Linked DNA regions of Mus musculus: all the other regions are linked to region 2. The links are chromatin contacts, called in public Hi-C, Micro-C, promoter capture Hi-C and targeted proximity ligation maps. All regions are on one chromosome and are shown on one strand. The core of a region is the stretch at or near the end of the contact, and the rest is flanking DNA. Distances in the headings are between cores, read along the strand shown. Region 1 holds the start of Gfus (GDP-L-fucose synthase). Region 2 holds the start of Mafa (v-maf musculoaponeurotic fibrosarcoma oncogene family, protein A (avian)). Region 3 has its middle 18 kb from the start of Ly6h. Region 4 holds the start of Zfp41 (zinc finger protein 41). Region 5 holds the start of Ly6h (lymphocyte antigen 6 complex, locus H). Region 6 holds the start of Zfp707 (zinc finger protein 707).

Region 1 (3,663 bases), core at 970-3,469, 180 kb after region 2:
GAACCTTTGCATACTGCAGTGTCTAGTTAGGCCAGCTAGATCAAAGCCACTGACTGCTCAAAGGCAGGAGGGCAGATTCTCAGGAGCACGGTGGGCAGAAGCAGGGCTCTTCCGTTTTGCCCCTTCTCCTAAGGCACATGCTACAGACACTCCAACATACGGGAGTGGTTGGTAGATTCAGAGGGCTGAGGAAACCAAGCCTGGGAGTACAAGAATCTGGCAGCCTGGCCAATGATGGAGCACGCCTTTAATCCCAGCACTCCAGAGGCAGAAGCAGGCAACGAATCTGTGAGTTTTGAGGCTAGTCTTGTCTATAGAGAAAGTTCCAGGACAGGCAGGGCTACAACCCTGTCTCAAAAACCAAAACAAATCAACAAACCCCCAAAAACAAAACAAAAAGGAGAGAAAGAAAGAAAAATTTGGGGGTCAGAGAGATGGCTCAGCAGTTAAGAGCACTGGCTGCTCTTCCAAAGGATCAAATCCCAGCACCCACATGCTAGCTCATAACTGTCTGTACCTCAAGTTCCAAGAGACTAGACATCCTCACACAGACATACATACAAGCAAAACACCAATGCACATTACGTAAATAGATATAGACAGACAGACAAACAGACAATCTAGCAGCCAAGCAAGCTCAGTCCCAGATACATAGTGTGGTGTGCAGGTTTCTTTCAGCTTCTCAATCTGCAGGTCGGCACTTGGCCAAATGTCCTGAGGGCTGTACAAAACCAGCCCTCGGGGACTTCTTGGGGGTAAACCTGTGGAAGTTTCAAGAACCTAAGCTCCTGGCTCCCAATGCTTGTTGCCCCTGGAGCACTCCAACTTACCCAGAAATCCAAGTTGTATTTGATATTCCGGAAAAGGCCGCCTACCATTGCAGCGAGATGGATGACGTGGGTGGGCTGTACTTTCTGGAAGAGTGCTTGGGTTTGGGCTGCATCCCTGAGGGAAGCCAGGATGTCAGGGGAGGGCTAGGGAGGCCTGAGGAGATCAGGAGTTTGAGGCTTGGGCAGTGAGTCTAGAAACTGAATGGATCCATGGCTGGAAGGGCAGCCACAGAGACAAGTAGCTAAGTTCAGAGCTTTAGCAGCTGTCGGCTGGGAATCCCGGAACTACAGGAGGATGTTTACTTAAGAGCACAGCCAGCAACTACAGCCTGTCACCTGGCAGGGAGGACCCAAACTCGGGGTAGATTACTTCTAGGCTCAGGAACAAACCCGGTCAGGGTATTATTCTGTCTGGAAAGGGAACCAAGAGGAGGAATTGGGTCTGAATATGGTCGCAACTTACGTCAGATCTGCATCTTTGGAGGAGACAAACACCCATTCCTCTCCAGGTAAGCCGGCCCCATCTGCAACCACCTTCTGGATGGCTCTACCCACCAGTCCAGAGCCCCCTGTCACTAGGATCCTCATGGATCCATGGGGTTCGCCCATTATGGTCTGCACCTGGAGGGCCAAATGGTGTAAGCTAAGGAGGATACAGGATGTGCCATTTTCCCTACCCCATTCTCCTTGGCCAATGGCAGCAGGCACAGAATCAAAACTTCCAAGGAGGAGCGACAACAGGCTGACAGACACACCCAACTCTGTTCCCCCAGGAAGTCCTTTGCCCTGGGCATTATAGCTTCCTGCTGGCCGCCATCCCAAACAAAGTAGCTTGGTTCCAACCCATGACCCTACTAGGCAGAGGAAAGGTACACCTCATCCCTACGACTGCAAAATTAGGGCTGGCAGGTCCCTGCACAGATCATAGCGGCTGCTTCTCCCCAACGTTCACCCTACAGACAGACAAGGGGCGGTGCTCGTACTTGGAGTCCCGTACCCACAAATGCTGAGCTGATAGCCTACGGTCTAAGAAAGCCTAGTAGTTTAGGGCAGGGTGCACCGCTGGACGGCCTCAGGACGCTGGAATTTTTTACGGTTTCTGTAGGGGGGCTCTGAACCAGCCGCATGGCTCCACCGTTACCAAGATGAGCAAGGGCCCGGGCCCCAAACCCCTTGGTTCCCGACCCAGCCCAACCCCACGTAGACCCACAATGCGAGACGTACTCTTACGGCCCTGACCAGCCTGCGAGATCCCCGGTTTGCTGCGCCGAATCCAACTGTAAATCTCACCTGCGATGGGTTCCACCAGCCCAAGAGCTACTTCCGGTGCACAATTCTCCAGCTATTCCCGGTTCAAGTGGAGGGGGGCGAGACCCTCCCGGGGAACTCTGGGAAATGGAGTCTTTGTCACGCGCCAGTGAGGCGCGGGCCCTTCTGGGAAATGTCTTCTGGGCCTCACGGCCATCTGGGAAACCGAGTCCTGTGGGCGGGGCGGGGATGGTCCCGTCTCACCGCTGGAACTGCAATGCAGAGGACAAGCTGCACACCTAGACACACTCTAGTGGTTAAACGGACACAGGTCCCTCAAGGGACTAGTGGGCTGGCAAGGAATCTCCAGTTCTTATCCTGCAAGGAAAATCATTTCCCATTAGCCGGTCTGCGTGTCTGAGTGGCCAGGCGCCTGGCTGAGCCAGCATCCCTTACCAGTTGTGTGTTCCAGCCAAGAGTTCACACAAGACTCGATTTCTTTACCTAAATTGAGTATTTTAAAGCAGTGAATAAAATCTCTTCTACCTCGACAACATCTTAAAGTGTGTTTCATAATGAAAAATTAAAATATCAGCCAATGTTGGAATGGTGTTTTTAAAGGTACTTAACTCCAAGCCTGTTCGTCTGAATTCGATCCACTCGGATCCACTTACTGGAAAGCCAGAACTGACTTCCACAAGTCGTTCTCTGATTTTCACGCTCACACTGTCCCACACATGTACCCATACATAAAAACTAAATAATGTATAAAAAAAAAACCTAAAAAATATTGGTTATGAGGAGGTAAGTAGGACAGCAGATTATTCAGTTTAGCTAAGTTTATATGTCTATCAACTGTGATAGTAGTGTTAATTTAAAAATAGAGACACAGGCTTAAGAATACACACACAGAGTGTGGGAGAGCACACTCTACCTTTAATTCCAGCACTTGAGAGGCAGAGTCAGGCAGATCTCTGAATTTGAGGCCAGCCTGTTCTACAAAATGAGTTCATCCCCCTGAGCCTCTTCTAATTTTTTTAAATCTATTTATTTTATGTATATGAGTACACTGTAGCTGTCTTCAGACACACCAGAAGAGGGTGTCAGATCCCATTACAGATGGTTGTGAGCCACTATGTGGTTGCTGGGATTTGAACTCAGGACCTCTGGAAGAGCAGTCAGTGCTCTTAACCGCTGAGCCATCTCTCCAACCCGCCTCTTCTCATTTTTATGTCTTTTAAATGACTCATTGAATTTAGTTAGAGTTTGCAATTGTGGACCAGAGTCTAGTACAGCTGTTACCAGCCCCTTCCAGTGTTGAGGAATAATTCTATTTTGAGTAGCCCAGTTACTTAGAATTTATTCCACAAAAGACAAATTCATCCCATATGAAACCACAGCCTCTTTAAAATGCCTCAGATCTATCATTTCTTTTTATTTTACCTTATTTTATTTTTTTTTATTTTACGTGTACGCACTGTAGCTGTACTGATGGTTGTGAGCCATCATGTGGTTGCTGGGAATGAAGGTTGCTTGCTCCGGCTGGTCCTGCTCACTCTGGTTGGGCCCCGCTCCAGCCTAAAGA
Region 2 (3,657 bases), core at 894-3,393:
CAGCGAACAGGGTGGGGACAAGCGGGCTGGAAGGCAGGCAGGGCCGGACCCCTCAGAGCGAATGAGCGAGGAGGGCACATGCGGGCACTCGCCGACCTCCGAGGGCGCACGGGGACCAGGGGGTTCCTCCGGGTTTTCTAATTACCAAGCAAAATAAATATTAATGTTGCGAAAATATGACTGCTTTAAAAAGGAGGAGGAGGAGTAAAAACAGAGCAAGTAAACGGAGGCAGAAAGAAAGACGACAGAGGAGCGCGGGGCCGGCGGAGGCTACCGGGAGCTGGTGGCGGCGCGGCCCCGCTGCGGCTGGGCGGAGGTTGGGACGCAGAACTGCGCTCCACGTCTGTACAAGTGGACGCTGCCGAGGAAGTCAGACCTGGCTCGGACTTCCCTAAGCAATCACCGTTCCCGGGGCGCCGAGGGACCCCGGCAAAGTCTAGCCGGCGACCCCGAAGACGCTCGGACCGGGGCCCGGCGGGAGAGGCGCACCGCGGTAGGTACCTGGAGCTGGGGCTTGGCGGCGGGGTGCGCAGGGCGGACAGGAGGACCCCGGCAGCTGCGGCTGCACCGCCGGAGCGCGCGTCCCGGGCCTCAGAGTCTGAACCGAGACCGGGGCGGCCTGCGCAAACTTGTCCCCGGCCGTGGCGAGGCCCAGGGTCCGGCACTCACAGAAAGAAGTCGGGTGCGCCTTTGGCCGCCCCGGGGCCAGCCTGCGCTGGCGAGGGCTCCCGAGGGAAGCCGGCCCCGCCCGCGCCCCCGGGGCCGCCCCGGCCCGCCAACTTCTCGTATTTCTCCTTGTACAGGTCCCGCTCCTTGGCCAGACGCCCCACCTCCAGCTTCAGCTGCTCCACCTGGCTCTGGAGCTGGCACTTCTCGCTCTCCAGAATGTGCCGCTGCTGCACCCGCTTGAAGCGGCACGACTGCGCGTAGCCGCGGTTCTTGAGCGTGCGCCGCTTCTGTTTCAGTCGGATGACCTCCTCCTTGCTGAAGCCGCGGAGCTGCCGGTTCAGCTCCCGCACGGACATGGATACCAGCTGGTCGTCGGAGAAGCGCTCCTCCAAGCGCACGTGGTGGCCTGCGCCGCCTCCGCCGTGACCCGCGCCTCCGCCGTGGTGGCCAGAGCCTCCGTGGTGGTGATGGTGGTGATGGTGATGGTGGGCAGAGTGATGATGGTGGGCAGTGTGGTGTGCGCCGTGGTGGTGGCCGGCACCCATGTCGTCCGCGCCGCCGCCGCCCGCGAAGCTCTGACCCCGGAAGGCCTCATAGGCCGCAGCAGCCGCCGGGTGATGCGCGCCGTGGTGCGCGCCGTGGTGGCCGCTGCCGATGAGCGCCTCCACCGCGTCCTCCGGCGTCAGGTTGAGCGCCTCGGGGTTCAGGTGGTGCTGGTACCCGCTCATCCAGTACAGATCCTCCAGCACCGCTTTTCCTGAGGCGCCCCCGACAGTGCCGGGGCCTCCACTCGGCGGCCCCGGGGCGCCCCCGGCCTGAGCCGCGCTGCCCCCGCCGCCCGCGCCGCCGCCTGTGCCCGGGCTGGGTGCGCAGAAGCTGGGCGAAGAGGGCACCGAGGAGCAGGGCGTGCTGAGGGGCGTCGAGGACAGCGAGCCGGGCGGCAGGCGGTGGCAGAAGCGCTCGGCCTCGGGCGGCTCCTTCTTCACCTCGAACTTCATCAGGTCGAAGTCGTTGACGTACTCGATGGCCAGTGGGCTGCTGGGCAGCTCTGCGCCCATCGCCAGCTCCGCGGCCATCGCCCGGGGCCCCAGCCCCGCCGCCGCGCCCGGCCGCGCCCCGACGGGCGGCGGGGGAGCGTGGGGGGAGCCGCGGGCCTCTCTCCCCCTAGCTCCCCCCCGGGCCGCGGTGGGCTCAGGCTCTGGTCGCGCCGCCGAAGGGCGCAGCAGCAAAAGTTTCCTGCTGTCAACTCTGGGCTGTGCTCAGGGGACGCCGCCGGCCAGGCCTCTCGGGTGGCCCCCCGGCCCGCTACGAGCGGGCGCAGGGCCCCCAATCCTGCCCTCCTCCTCCTTCTGTTCCTCCGCGGTCCTGGCCTGGAGGGTGCAGAGGCCGCGCCCCGGGCTCAGCCGCGCTCCGGGCTCTCCCGCCCGGCCCCGCCCCGCGCCCCACCCGCGCTGCCGGCCGGCCCCGCCTCCCTCGGCCCGGCGCAGAGCCGCACAAGCCTTTATAGAGACGCGCTTCTGGGCCCGCCTCCCCAGGTGGGGGCCGACGCCCCCGGGCCAATCGGAGCCCCAGACCTGCCGCCCTCATTTGCCTATCCCCATGGCAACCCGGAGCCCAGCTGTCAATCTCCTGCGGGAAACAGCTGTGGGAAGGGGTGGGGAAGGGCCGTCGGCAAGAGGAGTGGGCAGGGCCCCCTGGTGGCCGCCGCATGGGACTGCACAGCAGAGGGCGCGAGACCAAGTGGCAGATTCTGAGGTTCCAGGATCGTAAAGCCAGAGAGTGCAGGGAAGCTGAGGAGGCCCTCGTCCAGGGTACTCCTTCGGTGTCTCAGATCCATTAGGTGGTCTAGCTGGCTGTGTCCCGCACCAGGCCCAAGTGGCCTGGAGTCTCCAGAATGGGGACCTCTAACTATCCTGACACCGGTGACTCCCGAGCTGCCCGGGAGCGCCAGCTATTTTTATCCTGTGGTTGGGATGGGTTCAGGAATTCAGTCAACAAAGTTGCTGGCACCTCGGGCGGCGGGATGCACGGTGGAACCGCAGGCCTCTGAGCGTTGTGGTAGGTGGAGTGGGACAGACGCCTGTGGCCACCACGGGGCTAGAGGAGCAGGTCTCGGGTACTCCCTGCGTAGAGAACCCATTTCTCTGAATTGAATTCATGGGGCTGATGGGTCTGGACGCCTGCAGAAATGCCCACAAGGAATCTCAGACCCAGCTGCCCACCAGGGCGGTTTGGAGGAGCCTTGCTGGGTGGGGGCAAGTTGGAGTGACAAGTGGCAAGCAGATTGCCACCGTCACACTTGCTGAATGTCTCTACACACCTAGTAGGAGGCCGCTTCCGAGCAAAAGAAAGCCACAAGGACAACAGGGAGGGTGGGTGACAAGATGTGAGTTCTGTGACACCCTCCCCTCCCCTCCCTCCTCCAGAATTCCAGATCCCAACCGAAGATAGAAAGGGCGTGCATTCACGAACAACAGCTGGATGTGACCCAGAGTGCGGTTTTCTCCTCTCTGTTATCTATAATCTTATATGCCGTTGACTATTAAAAATAATAGACGGGCAATGGTGGTGCAGGCCTTTAGCCCCAGCTCTCCCAAGACAGGAAGATTTCTGGGAGTTCAAGGCCAGCCTGGTCTACAGAGCAAGTCCCAGGACAGCCAAGTCTGCACAGAGAAATCTTGCCTCGAAAAACTAAAAATCAATCAATCAGTCAATCAATCAATCAATCAATCAATCGATTCTTAAATATAAACCATTTGTGCACAAGGTGGAAAAAGTTTGAAAGGGTATTCACAGGATACCTATCCAGGATGTCATGGTGCCAAGGGCTTTGCCTACTCCCTCTACAGGTGCCTGCTATTTCACAGGGGATGCCTGGCAGCTAGGAGCAAATAGCTCCCAGCTCCTTCCCTCAGTGTCCAGACACTCCTCACCTTCATATTCATCTGTGCAGGCTTGGTCTTCAGAAACAAACAAACAAACAAAAAA
Region 3 (3,763 bases), core at 933-3,432, 200 kb before region 2:
CCTGATGTGGGTGCTGGGAATTGAATTCAGGTCCTCTGTAAGAGCAGTAAGTGATCTTGACCTCTGAGCATCTCTCCAATCCCAACAATGTGTATCGCAGGCTGGCCTTAAACTCATGATCCCACTAGTGACACCTCTTCAGCATATCCTGCTGACACACGCCGCCATGATTAGCAACAGCAACAGTAATAAATAAACTGCAAAATCTCTAAAACAGAAAAAACGTTGTGGTTCAGTACTGCAAGGAGAATGAATCTGTAAAAGAAGTTAACTGAAGGGTGTGTGCATGTGTACGTGTACACACAAGTGCTTTGCCTGCATGTGTGTCTGTGCACCACATGTTTGCAGCTCCTATGGAGGTCAGAAGAAGGTATTGGATCCCCTCAGACTGGAATTATGGATGGTAGCGAGCTACTGTATGGGTTCTGGAACTAGAAGCTAGGTCTGCTGGAAGAGCAGCCAGGGCTCTTAACCACAGATCTACCACTCCAGCCCTGGCCCTTGGCCTTTTGTTTACTTGGTCTTAGTTTTGTTTTATTGTTTTGTTTTTGATACAGAGTCTTGCCATATAGCCAAGCTGGTCTCAAACTCCTAATCTTCCTGCTTCAGACTTCCAAGTGCAGTCAGTATAAATGCCCAGCATCATGACAGTTGACCAAAATCCTGACATTAGAGAGAAAGAGACAAGTTCAATTGGAGGGCTTCATGGGGGTGGAGATCTATGCCTTCACACTTGTGCCACCAGCCAACATGGCCTATGTGACCAGCTGGCAGTGTTGGGACTCCGTGCTCCTTATTACAGGTGGAGAGATGGGGCTGGTGAGATGGCTCAGTGGGTAAGAGCACCCGACTGCTCTTCCAAAGGTCTGGAGTACAAATCCCAGCAACCACATGGTGGCTCACAACCATCTGTAACAAGATCTGACGCCCTCTTCTGGTGTGTCTGAAGACAGCTACAGTGTACTCATATACATTACATGAATAAATAAATAATTAATTAAATAAAATTTTTTAAGAAAGGCTCCTGAAGAGCTAGCTGTTCTTGTCTGAGACTTGACTCTGTGGCTGTTGCCAGGCAGCAGAACCACTCAGTGTCTCTTTGCCTGTGAGTCCTGTGATGGGGGGTGGTGTAAAATGGAAGAACTGGAATGGATGCTCTTTAGAGATCCAAGTGAGACAAGCCCCAAGGGGAATTGTGCCAACAGAAGGGATGTTTCAGAGCTCTGAGATCCCCAGGGCAAGAGTGTAACTCTCCAGTCCTCCTTCCCCGATCCCAGGCTCACCAAGGACCAGTAGTGGAGAAACTGCAGACCTGGCTTCCCAGCCAAGAGGGGCTTACCTGGATAATCCCAGAATCAGTGAATGGCACCCTAGCAACTCTCTTCACTGAGCACCTGGAGCCACTGCTCAGAGGATGTTGCAATGCTGTCTTTATCACCCCATTGTTTCTCGAGAGAAGTGCTGGTTCAATGCTGAAGAGCCCATGAGGGGAGTGTCATGGTCTAGCTCTGGCTCAAGACTCTGTCTGTGCTAATGTCCACATGTGATGGACATCTTGCAGCCTGCTCCAGGTCAGATGTGAGCCAACAAATATGCCAAGAGGATAACACATATGGAAGGAACTCTAGAGCAGCCTCACATGAGTGTACACAACTTAGTGGCTTGGTAGCATTGGTGAGCCACCTGAGGTACACCCACAGAAGCCTTCAGATATTCCTGGGGGCTTTGAGTCTCTACCTAACCCCTCATGTAAGGCTGAACTTGAGCAAGAAGCAGAGCAGGAAGTAGTGCTACGTCTGTGCTTCCTAATGGGGCAGACTGCTCATAGCCATGCAGTGGCTAAAGAAGATCACTTGCCATCCCTCATATGGACACCAGAGGGCCCACTCCTCCAGGAGATGGCTCAGCAGACATAGGGGCCCCCACCACCACTAGTGAAATAGGTCACCTTCAACACCTCCAGGAGAGGGCTGTTGTCCTCCCTTCTCCCAGGGTTATTGGACAATCTGGTTTTCTTAAAGGCCAATAGTAAGAGTGAGATTAGGAAATTATTTGTGTGTTTTGCTGTGTGTGTTTCAGCAGGGCATCGCTGATCAAAGTGACCCCTGGCTGGTTTCTAATAGTGCAAGTCTCAAAACAAAAAGGGGGAAACCTGACTTTTCCACCTCAGCCAGCTGTGCTGAGCATGTTCTCCCAGGGGGTGGGTAGGTGCGAGCGTCCAGAGCACCATAACAACACACAGGAGGTGTCTACACAGTGCCACCTGAAAGTCATCTGCACAATCAAGAAGCAACCCAGATGCTACTGAACAAACCCCCTCAGCACACTGCTCACTGGGAAGAGGGAGCCAGGAGAAAGCCATCCCTGCCAAAAGACAGCAACATCTTGGTGAGCGTCTCCAGGGAAACCGGTGTGGAACTCAGTGCCAAGCAGCACCTGAAACAAACACGTGGAACAAAAAAGAATGTCTAGAAAAGGGCAGGCAAAGCTCGAGCTGAATACCTTACCTTGTTGGGGCTTAAACCAGCAGCCCACTCCTGTCCTTATCACTCAGATATGCCAGAGTTGGTTGAGGTTCCCTGGGCCAAGATAGTGACCAGGCATGCCCAGGTCTAGCCCATAGCTAGGGCACCTTCCAACCTTCCCCAGAGCCCACCCTCCCAGGAAGCTGGCATCTGCATCCAAGAACCCTCTGTCGTCCTCATGTCCCTCTCCAATCTAGAGCCTTAGTGGCCTTGAACACAAGGGTCTAAGTGGCCTCACTGCCCCAGTCCCTCACCTAGTTTTGTTTCTGTTGCTGTGATTAAAAAAAAAAAAAAACAGAACAAACAAACAAAAAACAACAAAGCGACTTAGGAGAGAAAGAGTTGCTTTGATAAAACACCATAGTCCAAAGAAGCATAGGGATGAAGGAGTTTATTTTGGGTTTATGGGTCCAGAGGAATAAGAATCCCAAAAGGCATAGCAGCAAGCAGCAGGCTCTCTGGCAGAAGCAGGAAACAACACATCTCCAGACACATGCAAAACACAGAGAGAAAACTGGAGAGAAGCAGACTAAAAGCTCCCAAAGACACACACACACACACCACACACACACACACACACACACACACACACACACACACACACACACACACACAGAGTGGCATATTGCCTCCTTCGAGGCTGCACCTCCCTACTACCACCTCAAATGTTCCAAAACCTGAGCCTGAGAGGAACAGTTCTCATCAAACCGCCACAAATAGATAATGGATACATAGATGATAGATGGTCAATAGGTAGGAAGGTGGGCAGGTAGATGACAGATAAATGGAGATAGATAGATAGATAGATAGATAGATAGATAGATAGATAGATAACAAATAACAGATAATTGGTAGATGATATATAATTTAATATATACAGAGATAATAATAGATAATTGGCAGAAAGGTTGATAATAAGAGATGAAATGACAGATGGATATATTAATTAATTGATCCTGAACAGATGCTAGATGGAAGAAGGAAATTTTATTAGGTCTAGTCAGGCACAGTAAGCTAAACATTTCATCTCAGCTACCCTGGAGCTGAACAACAAAACAGGAAGATCCCGTTTCAAAAATAATCTTAAGACTGGGGATGTGACTCAGTTGCTAGATTACTTGCTTATTGTGCCTGAAGGCCTGGGTTTAACCTGCAGCAGCACACAACTGGATGTGGTGGTGCAGGCTTGCGATCCCAGCGTTTGGGAGCTGAAGCAGAAGGATCACAACCCTCAGCTA
Region 4 (3,862 bases), core at 1,229-3,728, 130 kb before region 2:
AATCTTCTTAACCCTGTTGCAGACATTCTGTAACCTACCTATGGCCAGAAATACTTGCCGTGTGCCAGTTGAGGTCTAATTAGAGTGTTAACATTAGTAGTCTTCACAGGAATAAAAGAAGCTGTGCTTGCCTCGGTCACTAGCAAGAGCCAATCTGAACCACTTGACAAATACCAGTCAAAGAAGCCAATGTAGCTTGTGAATTTGTTATTTGTTATTCAATAAATTCTGATATTGTAAAAAGACACAAATGTGTTTATCTGTTTCTGACATTTTGTATTCACAACGAATACTCACTTGTAGGGTCACTAGCTCTTGTTCTTGGCTGGTGCTGGACAAGAGTTTCAGTTTCACTGACAGAGTCCAGGGGCTCTCTGGAATCTTCCTGCCTCCCAGGACAGAAAGCAACCATTTATAGTGGTCTTACTGTTCCTTGTTGAGTTGTAAAAATCCTGGTGGTGGTGGTGGATGGGGGGGTGGGGAGGGAGGGGAGCAGGTGCTTTCCCCAAGGCAGGAAATCCTGAGGAAGGAGACTCATTACCATTGCCCTTCCAAGGACCTTGTGGTTTGTAGAAGCCAGTGACGCAGGAACAAGGCAGTGACATTAACACAAAGACAATCCATTGCAACTAGGGAGGCCCTACACTACCCAGGTTCCCATGTGAACGGCCACTGTCAGGAACAGACATGTCTCAGTTGTATATCACTGAAGACAGCATCTCCTCAGGCCGACCCTAAGCTGTACACAGCAAATAATCCTGGCCACCAGACAAAGGGGCCATGTGTCCAGATGGCTCAGAGCTTGTGTCCAGACACTGGAGCTTCTTAGCAGAAGACACTTCATTGTCTTCTTAGAGAAAAACTTGGACCACGTGAGCAAGCCCAAGCCACAGGCTTAGCAGTTGAGTCTCACTGACAAGAGAAGGGTATAATTCTCCAGAGAGGAGCCACTCCAAAACAGAATCTCTTCCACAAATGAAGGGGCGTGGGGGTAGGGACAAGCTGGAGCATGCCTGAGAGCTGAAAAGAACAAGAATGATACCAACAGTCTATGCGCATCCAGCTCAGCCCACCTCATTAGAGGATAGGTAAGAGACTGGGGACTACATGAAAGATGGCAGGAAGCACACAGGCCACTAACCTTCTGGGGAAAGCAAGCAAGGAGATGCCCTACCTCCCTGTACCAAATGCTGGTAAGCCAGAAAGCCCCATGCCACTGGTAGGAATGAATGAGAAATGGCACAGGCTCTCTGGAAAGCAGCTTGTCTGTTTCTTGCAAAAGGCAACATGCAGTTTGGGACCTAGCAACTGCCTTCCTGGGCACGGTCCCAGGGAAATGAAACAGCACGGGGGGAGGGCGGGGGGGGGGGCGCTGCTTCCCAACAACCTTGTAAACACGTCCTTCAGTGGACAAAGGATCCCAAAGCTGTGATGCACACAGCGCAGAGGCAGCTGTTCAGGAGGCTGAATGAACCACCATTCAATACACAGCCACTCTTGTGAATCTAGACAGCGATGCCTGAATGATAATCGGCAAGCTCCGCCAAGTTGCACGCTGGACAATTACATTTATCTAGCATGTTGGCGTTGAATCTAAACGGATGAGGTGGAGACGACACTTAAAGAAAGGGTCTGTTAGAGGTTTGATACAGGCTTCTGCAGCACAGGAGGCACTAACACTGTGTACTAGTCATGTAAAATGGCGCCCCCAGGGAGACTTCACCAAGCACACAACAGCTCTCGATTCGTTTCTCATAACTTCATTCTCCAAGCGCCGTGGGCCACACCTATCGTCCCAGGACTCGACCGAGGCAAGAGATTGCTAGTTCTAAGCCAGCCTAACCAAATATAATAGTGGAGAATATACCCAGAAAGTCGAAAGAGCACAAGAAGTGACTAGATTTAAATATCTGTAAAGGCCCGCGTTAAGGACAGAGCAGGGGACCCTGGCTTTGCCGGAAAGGAGGGGCGGGGTCGGATGATTCCAGGGGGCTACAGGCCGTGCACTACTGGGTCCGCCATCCCGGCGTGCCACAGATGGCAAACCCGATGACTGAGAAATAACACGAAGCCTGCAGAAGAAGGCTTGGAGTCCTGAGAAGAGGCGCACGCCGGGAGAAAGGCGCCGCCCGCAGCCCAGAAGCTTGCACAGGCACAGACGCCTGCTTAGCATCCTCTCAAGCGAAGCTCGAGCCCGCAGCCACAGCATCACAAGGAGCGAGGGCAGTGTCTCCTAGAGCCGACCCGAAGGGGCGGGGAGAGGTAGGCGGGCCTACGGCCGCAGCACGGGATCACAGAGAGGCCGGGCGGCTGCTCCTAGAGCGACACCAGAAGGGCGTGAACGAGCAGGCGGGGCTCCGGAGCTTGCGGCGGTACCACCGAGAACCCGGCAAGGGTCCTAGAGCGGCACTGGAGTGGGTTTCGAGCGGTGGGCGGGGCTTAGGGTGCGCGGCAGCACCACCGAGAGGCCGGGGAAGGTAGAGCGGCACCAGAGGGGCGGGCGCCTTTAGGCGCGGGAGTGGCGGGCTCAAGTGGGCATTGTTAACGGTCGCCCGCCCGCCGGTCAGCCTGCTTACGGCCACGTTCCGCCGGCGTCTGTGCTCGGCACCCATCAGGTACTCTCTGCGTGTGTGCACGGTAGCCCCGACCGGGCGAAGGCCGGCTTCTGAGTCGTTTCTCTGTGGACCACCTCGGCGGTGTTGCAGAGGTCCTTGGAGGCGGGGAAGGTGGGCCGGGCTACCTAGCGAAGCCCCTTGTTGCTGGATGCATTGAGCGCCTTATCCTGCCGGCTCCAGCAGCTCCTTGATGGACCTGAGTCCCTAGGTCAGCGGAATTCAACTAAGTTGCCTGAATCACTCGCACCTACTCCTGTGCACAGGCCTGTGAAGAGAGGGGGCAATAAGCTAAGTCGCTGGGGTCTTCTCTGGTTTTAATGACTATTTAAGTTTTCAGTGAGGATGGTCCTTGGTGAGCAGACACAGACACCTGGGTCCCGCTTGTCATTCCTCTCACCAGAGTGATGGTGTTTGAATTGGTACTGAGTGATGCTGCAGACAGGGACTCTCAGGTGTCTCCTGAGCTGTCCCACAAAAGACAAACACTTTCAGATGCTGACATAGAGCAAACAGTCACCTAGCCGCCTGGATCTTGGACTCTGAATCCGGATAAGAATTTTATCTGCTGGGTTAGATATGTGGGTATTTGTCAAATGCTTAGAACAAAATACAGTGTGTTCCCAAAGTGTTTTTGGGAAAGTGTGGGTGCTCTAGATGGAACTGCCAGCAGAGCCCACCCCTTTGGGCCTCTGGGAGTAAAGGGGATGGTGCAGGTTTAGAGATAAAGAGGGGTCACATAGAGAGAGCCTCATCAATACAAGAGGCATCCTTTGGGGGTCTGATGGGGTTTGCTGTGGATTATGAGGAGAGCCCTGAGTTTTCCAGGCTCAGAACCAGGCTGTTGTATGGTAGAGTTACTTCCTACTCCAGGGTGTTTGCACAGTCCCAATGTGGGCGGGTAGAGAGGATAAGGAAGAACGGGGAAGGTTCTGTTTGGGGAGGTGGAAAATGGCCATCGGTCCATGATGGCTATGGCTTTCTCTGGGATGAGTGAAAATCTTGTCTTCAGGCCCAGGAGTGTCTGTGGCTGAGTGAGAGAGTCACTCAAAGAGATGAGCATACAGTGGACCAGAGGCTCTGAGCTCAGCTTATAGGCCTGGGGCTAGAGCTCTGGGGAGTCCACTTTAGTCTGAGGGGCTCATCATGTGAGCAGCTGGAAAGACAGTGGAGCTGCAGAGAGCTAAGAGCTGCCTCTGACCTGTTGTTCATGCTTTTGCCTCCAGAAGCAAGACGACCGTGGTTCTGTC
Region 5 (3,651 bases), core at 722-3,221, 180 kb before region 2:
CTCGCAGCAGTCCACGTCGACTTTTAAGATCCCAGAGTTAATGAACCCCATCAGATAGTCTGAGAAAAAGTGCCGCTTAACGAAGTCGCAGGAGGAAGCACACATCTTGTTCACAGAATGATCCTTCCTGCCTGGGGGGAAAGAAGGAAGGCATGGGGGCTAAGGTCCACTTCCATCTGAGCTCTGTCCCTTCCCTAGAACCCAGGACCCTCCAGATCAGTTTAAGACGTGGAACCAGGGAGGAACAAGCCAGTGTTGTCTTGCCTCAAAGTCATGATCTTGTCCCAGGGAAGAGGAACTCAGAGGACACCTCTGATCTCTCCCTAGATCTAGCTTTCAGTAGCCCCGCCCCCTCACCCGGTCCAGGCTTACTGCTGCTGGGGTCGGTGATCCGCACGCTGGCACAAACGGTATCGGTGGGCTGGCACTGCTTCGGAGCGCAATGGCTGGAATTGGCCAGGGTGCAGTCCTGGCACCACAGGCCATGGGCTAGGCAGGGCATGAGAGAGGGATAACCAGGGGAACCCGAGTCTGGACAGCCAGACCCTACACCCCCTCTTCCCCAACCTGCTGCAGCTATCACGGCAGAACCATGCTCACAGAAGAGTTCACTCCCACAAGACCCAGAGTGGGCCTCCAGGTTGACCCTGTGCTGTGCCTACACATCCTGCCTCCCGCATCCTCTTACTCCTACACACAGCACCCCCAAAGATAGGTAGGTTCCAAGACAGGAAAGGTCCACCCGACTTAATAGGAAGCTCGCTGAACCTCTGAGAATGAGGGACATCTGCGCAGTACTAGAAGAAAGGTGGAAAGGCGCTGGATGCCCTCGAGTGTGGGGAGAGCCCCCGGTGGCTGGAGCTGAGATCTAAGAGTGGTGCTTCCCGTGATATGACCCCTCCCCGCGGGCCCCCGACTCACCCGGCGAGGGGCAGAGAAGCAAGGCCAGCAGCGCCAGACCGAGGCTCTTCATGGCTGCAGGCAGCATGCTCCGATAGGGCCTGAAAGAGGCGCGGGGGCTGCAGGCGGGGGTCCTCTGGGGCGCAGGCCTGGAGGGGAATAGCCTCGGTCAGAGGACCCAACCCTAAACACCCTTCCCTTTTCTGGCCTGAAGATGTAACCATCCCCCAGGAATCAAAAGCGCGCGGGGGGGGGGGGGGAGGTCCAGGAGCTCGCAATGCCCCACCCCCAACCCATCACCGGGAGCATCCACCATCACAGCCTCCCCTCCAGGGAAAAGAGGTCTGCCCTCTCCGGTGAGGTGGCCACCCGAGGTCCCCGCAGCCTTCGCCCTGCACCTGCGTGGGGAGATTGTCTTCTCTCCCCAAGGAGCTGTAGGTGCGTCCGGACAGGAAAAGCGGGAGGAGGGAGCGCACCTTACCTGCCGGCGGGGGAGGGTTGCGCGCCGCGTCCCCGTCCTCGTCCCCACCCCTGGGCTGGGGGGCCGGGAACCCCGCGCCGAGTCCCCTCCCCTGGTCCCCGCGCGCGCGCCTCGGCGCTCACCGCGAATCGGGGCGTGGAGTGCGGGCCTCGGGGTGGGGGGCGCACTCACATCCCTGGGGTGTCCGCACTCCGGGCTCAGCGGCGGGCACGGCGCGGGGAGCGATGCCCTTCGGTCTCCCTGCGGACCGGAACCGGGGCGCAGCTTCGTCTTTCGGGGAACGCAGCCGCAGACGCGGACCCCGCGCGAGGGGCGGGGCGGAACCGGGGCGGGGGCCTCGCACAGCTGGGAGACGCGCGGGGTGGGGGGCGCCCAGGGCTGGAGGCCACTCAGCAGGTCGCCCTACCCGGCCTCGGCGCCTTTCGTCCGCGCGCAACGCCCCTTCTAGGTCTCCCGCTCCTGCTCCCGCCGCAGCAGCCCCCCACCCTTTTCCACCTCCCTACCCGGCGTGGGAGGATCCTCCCACTCTGCTTGGCCGAGGTCCCTTGCAGATTCTCGGAAGAGCTTTGGCTGCTAAAGGAAGCAAAATGCACAAAGACGCAGCGAAAGAGGGAAGCGGAGAGGTAGGGCTGTGGGGTTCAGACGCCCAGCCTTGGGGCTCCTCCCTCCCCAGCATCCACCTCGCATCCGATAGTTCCAGCCAATTCTACTCCTAAGAGTGCCCATGACGACGCCCACCGGCAACTCAGCCCTAGGGACTTTTGTTACCAACCACACCCACACACAGAGATGACAATCCTGGCCCCTGTGTAAGGATCACACCAGGTTCACACCTTGGGCTCCTGCTCCCCCCCTGCCCTTCCAGCTCTCTTGGGCTCAGGGTAAGCCACAGCTCCCTTCGCTCCCTTGTCACACAGGAGGAAAGGTGTTCCGTGTTCAAAACCCTAGGCCCTGGAAAAAGCAGCTAGCACACCTTGGATTCTGCCCGCCCGCCCCACCCCCACCACAGAACCTCATACCAGACAAATGACTGTCACTAATACCAAGTCCTTGCTAGATGTGACAACCTCTGCTGTCAGTCTGAGCGTATAGTCTGTTCTCTTTGATCTAAACAGCACATTATAGATGCATGTTGCCTTGGTGTCTCGGTGTTGAGTTACAGGTAAGGAGAACACTTAGCAATAGAGCCTCCTCCTGCCCAGGGTCACACAAGTCACCAGGTGATCAAACAGCGTGAGCACTTGAGTAGTTCACAAGTGCTGAGGAATAGAGGGACTAGACACTTTGAAGAAGGGATCTAGATGAAGAGAGTGCCGAGGATAAGAATTAGTTCATACACAATTCTCTGCAAAAGAAGTCCCGCACTCCACTCCATTGTGGAGCCCAGAGCCAGCCTGCCATCAGACTGGGGTGAGAGCAGCTGTGCCTGAGCCTGCACTCAGGTTGACAGGCTGAGCTATAGTATGGATTCTTGCAGAGCAGAGGCTTGGTGAGGCTTCTAGGTAAGAAGTGTTTTTAGGGGAGTAAATGGTCCTTGAACCCCTGTTCATCATGCCGCAGCTTGAAAAGGCAGGCGGCCTGACTAGATTTCCCTCAACACTAACAAACCTCCTCGAACACAAAGCCAATGTGCTTATTAAGACATGCTAGAAGAAGAAACACACAACCCCAAGCCAAACCGCAAGTTTACCTGACAGAAAGAAACTTCGCTCACATGAAAAAAGACCAATGCAGGCCTTAAAAGGACTCCCAGGAAAAGGAGGTGATCACTGAAAAAGAAATCTGGGGGGGCGGGGGGGAAGCAACAAACACCCTACATGTCACACCCTTTTATTTACATGAAATGCCCCAAAGTGTAAGAATCCAACAAAGACAGAAAGATTAGCCAAGTACAGGGAGGGAAAGGAATGACCGGCTTGGGACACGACTAATCATTTTGTAGTAATGAAATGCCCTAAAATTAGATTCTGGTGATGGATACACAACTTTATTAATACACTAAAAGTCACTGAAATGTATTCAATAAAGAATGAGTTGTGTGGTATGTGATATATTGTATCTTAATAAAGTTGATGTTTAAAAAAGAAAAACAACTTAGCACAGAGTTAAATTAGCCAGCAAATTAGACACAGATGAAGAGGGAATTTATGAGCTGGAAGACAAATTTGAAGAAATCATCAGGAAAGGCTAAGGATATAATTCAGTGGTAGGACTCCTGCCCACAAGAGATCAATGATGTAACACAAAATAAGAAGTTTAGAACCACAAAA
Region 6 (3,683 bases), core at 682-3,181, 220 kb after region 2:
AACTCTTTCCCAAGGCATTGTTTAACTTGGAGTCTTCAGTCATCATCTACAGTTGGCTTAATGGTCACTCCTCTTCTTATCTGACCCCAACCAATTAAACGCCAGTGTTTCTCAACTCTTCTGTTAAGGGCAATTTTTTCTCCTTTCTTCTGTACACACAGGACTGGTCAAAACAATTTTGCCCAAATCAGCCTTAACAGCACTAACTCTTCCTCCTGTCAACAGGGATCCTATGTTGACCATAAGCACTTCATTCTTAGACAGCTTTTGGACCTTGGCTGCTTTCTTGTCTCCTTCAGTACGTACACCCAGAAGACGTTTAAGCAGGAAATAGGAGATTTCCAGTTCTGTGAATATTTCAGGTAACGCTCCAACTGCACCAAGCACTTGTCCCACCATTCTACCAGCTCAGCACACAGTGGGGCCGATCTTTGTTCCAACTCCAGTGAGACCACCTGGGGCAGCATACTGAAGATCATTATGTTTCCCCCAAAAAAGTGACACAATATTGGAAAAGGTTGGTTTACACATGAGTTTTCCTTCCCTATCTTTGGAGACAATACGGGGTCTGACTTCTATCTCCTGGCATACCTTTAACACTCCTTTTAGAATACTACCACCAGCTATACCTCCCTTAAGGTCATCGACTTCACAGCCAGGTTTGTTGACATCAGATGGACTGATAACAATGAGATGGGGCTCTGAAGTAAAGTCTCTTGGGGCCACTGGTATTTTCTTCACTATATACTCACAGACAACTTCAATATTATACTTCAGTTGAGCAGAAATTGGAATAATTGGTGCCCCTTTCTGCTATCGTTCCTTGCACAAATGCGAGATTTTGCTCATATTGTTCCTTAGCCTGACTTTCTTTTACCAGATCAATTTTATTCTGTAAGATCAAAATATGCTTGAGTTTCGTGATTTCTACAGCAGTCAGGTGTTCGGGCCAAGGGCATGATTCATTACTAGCTATCAACAGAAGAGCTGCATCCATCTCTACTGCACTGTTCAGCATCGTAGCCATCAAAATATCATGGCCAGGACAGTCAACAAAGGAAACATGTCTGACTAATTTGAAGTTCCCTTTGGCCCCCAGAATGTATGTAGGAAACTTATCTGGTGTACTGCTTCCACATGATCTGGTCTAGGACAACTTGAGTCATCAAAGTTTATAAGTCTTAGCATGAGCATGTCCAAGCTTGATGGTAATGTTTCTTTCTAGCTCATTTTTGAATCTGACAGTGTGAACTCCAGAAATAACCTTCACCACGGTGGACTTCCCATGAGCTCCATGACCAGTTGTAACAATATTAATTGTAGCTTGTCTGCTGATAACTTCACGTGAAAGTGGTGTCAACTTGGTAACATCCCCCAGCCATCTTGCTCAGAGGGGAAAGGACGTATCTTCCTTTCCATCTGCTCAGCTATCTTATGGTGGGACGAAGGCTGCCTAAACTAGAATTAGAATTACAAATAAGTTTGCATCTTTCAAATTAAATTTGGCATCACAGTGGCCTAAGGGTCCAGTGACCCCAATGAACAAAGTAGGAAATCCTGACCCATGCCACTAACATGAAGCAAACTGGCAAACATCAGTTTAGACAGCCATAGGACAAATTCCAAACAAAGAATGTTGATGGTTCTGGCTGCTTGAGAACTGGAGATAGGTTCTCTGGGGCATGGACATTTCTGATTTGAAGCCAACATGGTCTACAAAGAGAGTTCCAGAATAGCCAGGGCAACACAGTGAAACCTTGTCCCCCAAGCCCATCAAAACAAACACCTCCTTCCAGTGGGCTCAGGAACACACGAAAAAAAACCCACAGACCACCCATATCAACGGAAGGGCTGGGCCCCTGGGGGCGGGCTCGCGCACACTTCCGCCCTTTTATCTGGCCCCGCCCTTTAAGTAGCCGGAAGACGCTTCTGATTGGCGTATTTCCGCTGGAGAGTTGAAGTCAGTGCGGCGCGCACGGGAGTTGACGTTTAAAGGTGCAGGAGCTGGGGAATCCGACGGTGGTGCTGCTTTGGGTTGCTCTGCTCCGCGCCACTGCGCTTGCGCTGAAGCCGACCCTACCCCCGGCATCCCCCGCGGCCTTCAGATGCGCCGGCGTCTTGCTGCAGCTGCTGCTCTCGGCGAAGCTCGACGAGAGCGCTGCTTCCGACGGGGCAGCGCTCTTCCCGAGCGAGCTAACGGCGATGCTCCTCCGGTGAGCTCGGACCCTCTACCCCCAATCCCTGGCCCCGCGCCCACCTGGGTCCCCTTGGCACGGGCGCTCGGGTTTCCTGCTTCTGGCAGGTACCGCGCTCCGGCGGTCCTAGGGTCTCAGTCTGGGTCTGTCTGCTCCTGCTTTCCAGGACTACAACTTTCTGTTTTAGTGTTTCCCACACTCCCTGCTCTCCGGCCTTGAAGTCCAGCCAGGCTTGTGGCACCAGTTCTGGTGTTCAGATGAGAAATATATATTCTGGTTTTATCATGCAGAGTTTGTGGTTGGCAGTCACTACCCAGACCTGTGTTTCCCGAGCTTCGGGTCTTCCAGGTGTGTCCCAATTTGCAGCCTTGCTAGTCGAGTATAGATAAGAATGCATATCAGCACAGTGTAGGTGGTTGGTTAGTTATGTCGCAATGTCACAAGGTTGAATGCCTCTAGGCGCAACTTTTGTGATAGCTGTTAAAATAATTTATAGCCTGACTGGCCTCAACTTGTGCTGACCCCTTTGCCTCTGTCACCTGAGTGTTAAGATTAGTTAGGTTTTTTTTTTTTCTCTCTCTCTTTTAAAATGTTATCTCTTAGCTGGGCAGTGGTGGTGCACGCCTTTAATCCCAGCACTTGGGAGGCAGAGGCAGGCGGATTTCTGAGTTCGAGGCCAGCCTGGTCTACAGAGTGAGTTCCAGGACAGCCAGGGCTACACAGAGAAACCCTGTCTCAACCCCCCCCCCCAAAAAAAAAAAAAGTTATCTCTTTCTATGTTAATTTTTAGAAGTGATTCTAGATACTAGTTCTTTGGCAGAAAACGATTTGGAAATTCTTTCTCTGTTGCTTGCCTTTTAATCTTTCTTTAATCTTTCTAACTCCCTTTTAGAATCAGAAACTCTCTTGTTGGTTTCATTAAATGTTGTTTTGTTTGGCTTGCTTTTTAACTATCCCAAACGGTCTTTGACATAGCTTTTTCGTCAAAGTTGGTGTAATGGTTAATTTCTCAACTTGACGCAATCAAGTAATTTGGGAAGAATGTTTCAAGGGATTATTTAGTTCCGGTTGGCTTGTGGGCATGCCTGTGGGGAATTGCCTTGATTAGCTTAATTGATATGAGCGGACCCAGATTTGGGGTCCTGGACTGTGGAAGGTTAGAGAAAGCTAGGTGAGTTCTAAAACTGCATTAGTTCATTCTTCTGCTTTTGACTGATATGACTAGCTGCCTTGACGGGATGGTAACTTGGAATCGTAAGCTAGATAAGCCTTTCTTCTCTAAACTGAACTGATTTTTTTGGGGTTTTTTTTGGGTCGGAACTTTATCATGCAGCAGAGATGAGGCCTAGCCTTGGACTTTTTTGATGATCTTTTTGTTTTTGAGACTGGGCCTATTGCCCTGGCTGTTCTGGTCTTGCTGGCTTGGATCTCAAGAGTTGTGTTGGGATTAAATGTGTGGGCTACCATTCCTGGCCTGGCCTTGAAGTC

What was found. Promoter capture Hi-C pulls out the DNA fragments that hold promoters and counts their contacts. Hi-C and Micro-C count contacts between places; a contact is called where the count stands out from the background.
Region 1: a targeted proximity ligation map of pancreatic cancer cells shows a contact between it and region 2. A contact is called at or near these places in 2 of 39 promoter capture datasets (both in embryonic stem cells), 2 of 484 Hi-C or Micro-C datasets (both in embryonic stem cells), 6 of 130 datasets of targeted methods (the HPC-7 cell line, embryonic midbrain, embryonic stem cells and 2 more) and 2 of 9 other capture datasets (adipose tissue and liver).
Region 3: a Hi-C map of cortical neurons shows a contact between it and region 2. A contact is called at or near these places in 2 of 39 promoter capture datasets (hippocampal neurons and pre-B cells), 3 of 484 Hi-C or Micro-C datasets (cerebral cortex and cortical neurons) and 3 of 130 datasets of targeted methods (embryonic forebrain, embryonic stem cells and forebrain).
Region 4: a Micro-C map of embryonic stem cells shows a contact between it and region 2, with 3 times the contacts expected there. A contact is called at or near these places in 7 of 484 Hi-C or Micro-C datasets (CD4 T cells, LSK cells, cardiomyocytes and 1 more), 1 of 130 datasets of targeted methods (pancreatic cancer cells) and 1 of 9 other capture datasets (adipose tissue).
Region 5: a contact with region 2 is called in a Micro-C map of embryonic stem cells, with 2.2 times the contacts expected there. A contact is called at or near these places in 2 of 39 promoter capture datasets (hippocampal neurons and pre-B cells), 5 of 484 Hi-C or Micro-C datasets (cortical neurons and embryonic stem cells) and 2 of 130 datasets of targeted methods (embryonic forebrain and forebrain).
Region 6: a promoter capture Hi-C map of cranial neural crest shows a contact between it and region 2. A contact is called at or near these places in 3 of 39 promoter capture datasets (cranial neural crest, embryonic stem cells and pre-B cells), 3 of 130 datasets of targeted methods (embryonic stem cells, memory CD8 T cells and pancreatic cancer cells) and 2 of 9 other capture datasets (liver and macrophages).

What each region holds. Positions count from the first base shown.
Region 1 is chr15:75,927,599-75,931,261 of GRCm38.p6, forward strand. Gfus (GDP-L-fucose synthase) reads right to left here and starts at 2,220. Exons shown (of 11, transcript NM_001357005.1): 1 at 2,121-2,220; 2 at 1,294-1,451; 3 at 831-945. The coding sequence starts at 1,439.
Region 2 is chr15:75,746,178-75,749,834 of GRCm38.p6, forward strand. It overlaps Mafa (v-maf musculoaponeurotic fibrosarcoma oncogene family, protein A (avian)), which reads right to left and starts at 2,144. Exons shown (of 1, transcript NM_194350.2): 1 at 1-2,144. The coding sequence starts at 1,745. The coding sequence ends at 666.
Region 3 is chr15:75,547,184-75,550,946 of GRCm38.p6, forward strand. No RefSeq gene overlaps it. Among named protein-coding and RNA genes, the nearest start is that of Ly6h, 18 kb to the right of the region's middle.
Region 4 is chr15:75,614,206-75,618,067 of GRCm38.p6, forward strand. Zfp41 (zinc finger protein 41) reads left to right here and starts at 2,479. Exons shown (of 3, transcript NM_001044718.2): 1 at 2,479-2,615; 2 at 3,839-3,862.
Region 5 is chr15:75,565,211-75,568,861 of GRCm38.p6, forward strand. Ly6h (lymphocyte antigen 6 complex, locus H) reads right to left here and starts at 1,972. Exons shown (of 4, transcript NM_011837.3): 1 at 1,553-1,972; 2 at 922-1,049; 3 at 373-489; 4 at 1-131. The coding sequence starts at 1,554.
Region 6 is chr15:75,967,192-75,970,874 of GRCm38.p6, forward strand. Zfp707 (zinc finger protein 707) reads left to right here and starts at 1,932. Exons shown (of 4, transcript NM_001347040.2): 1 at 1,932-2,213. The coding sequence starts at 2,106. It also overlaps the pseudogene Eif2s3x-ps1.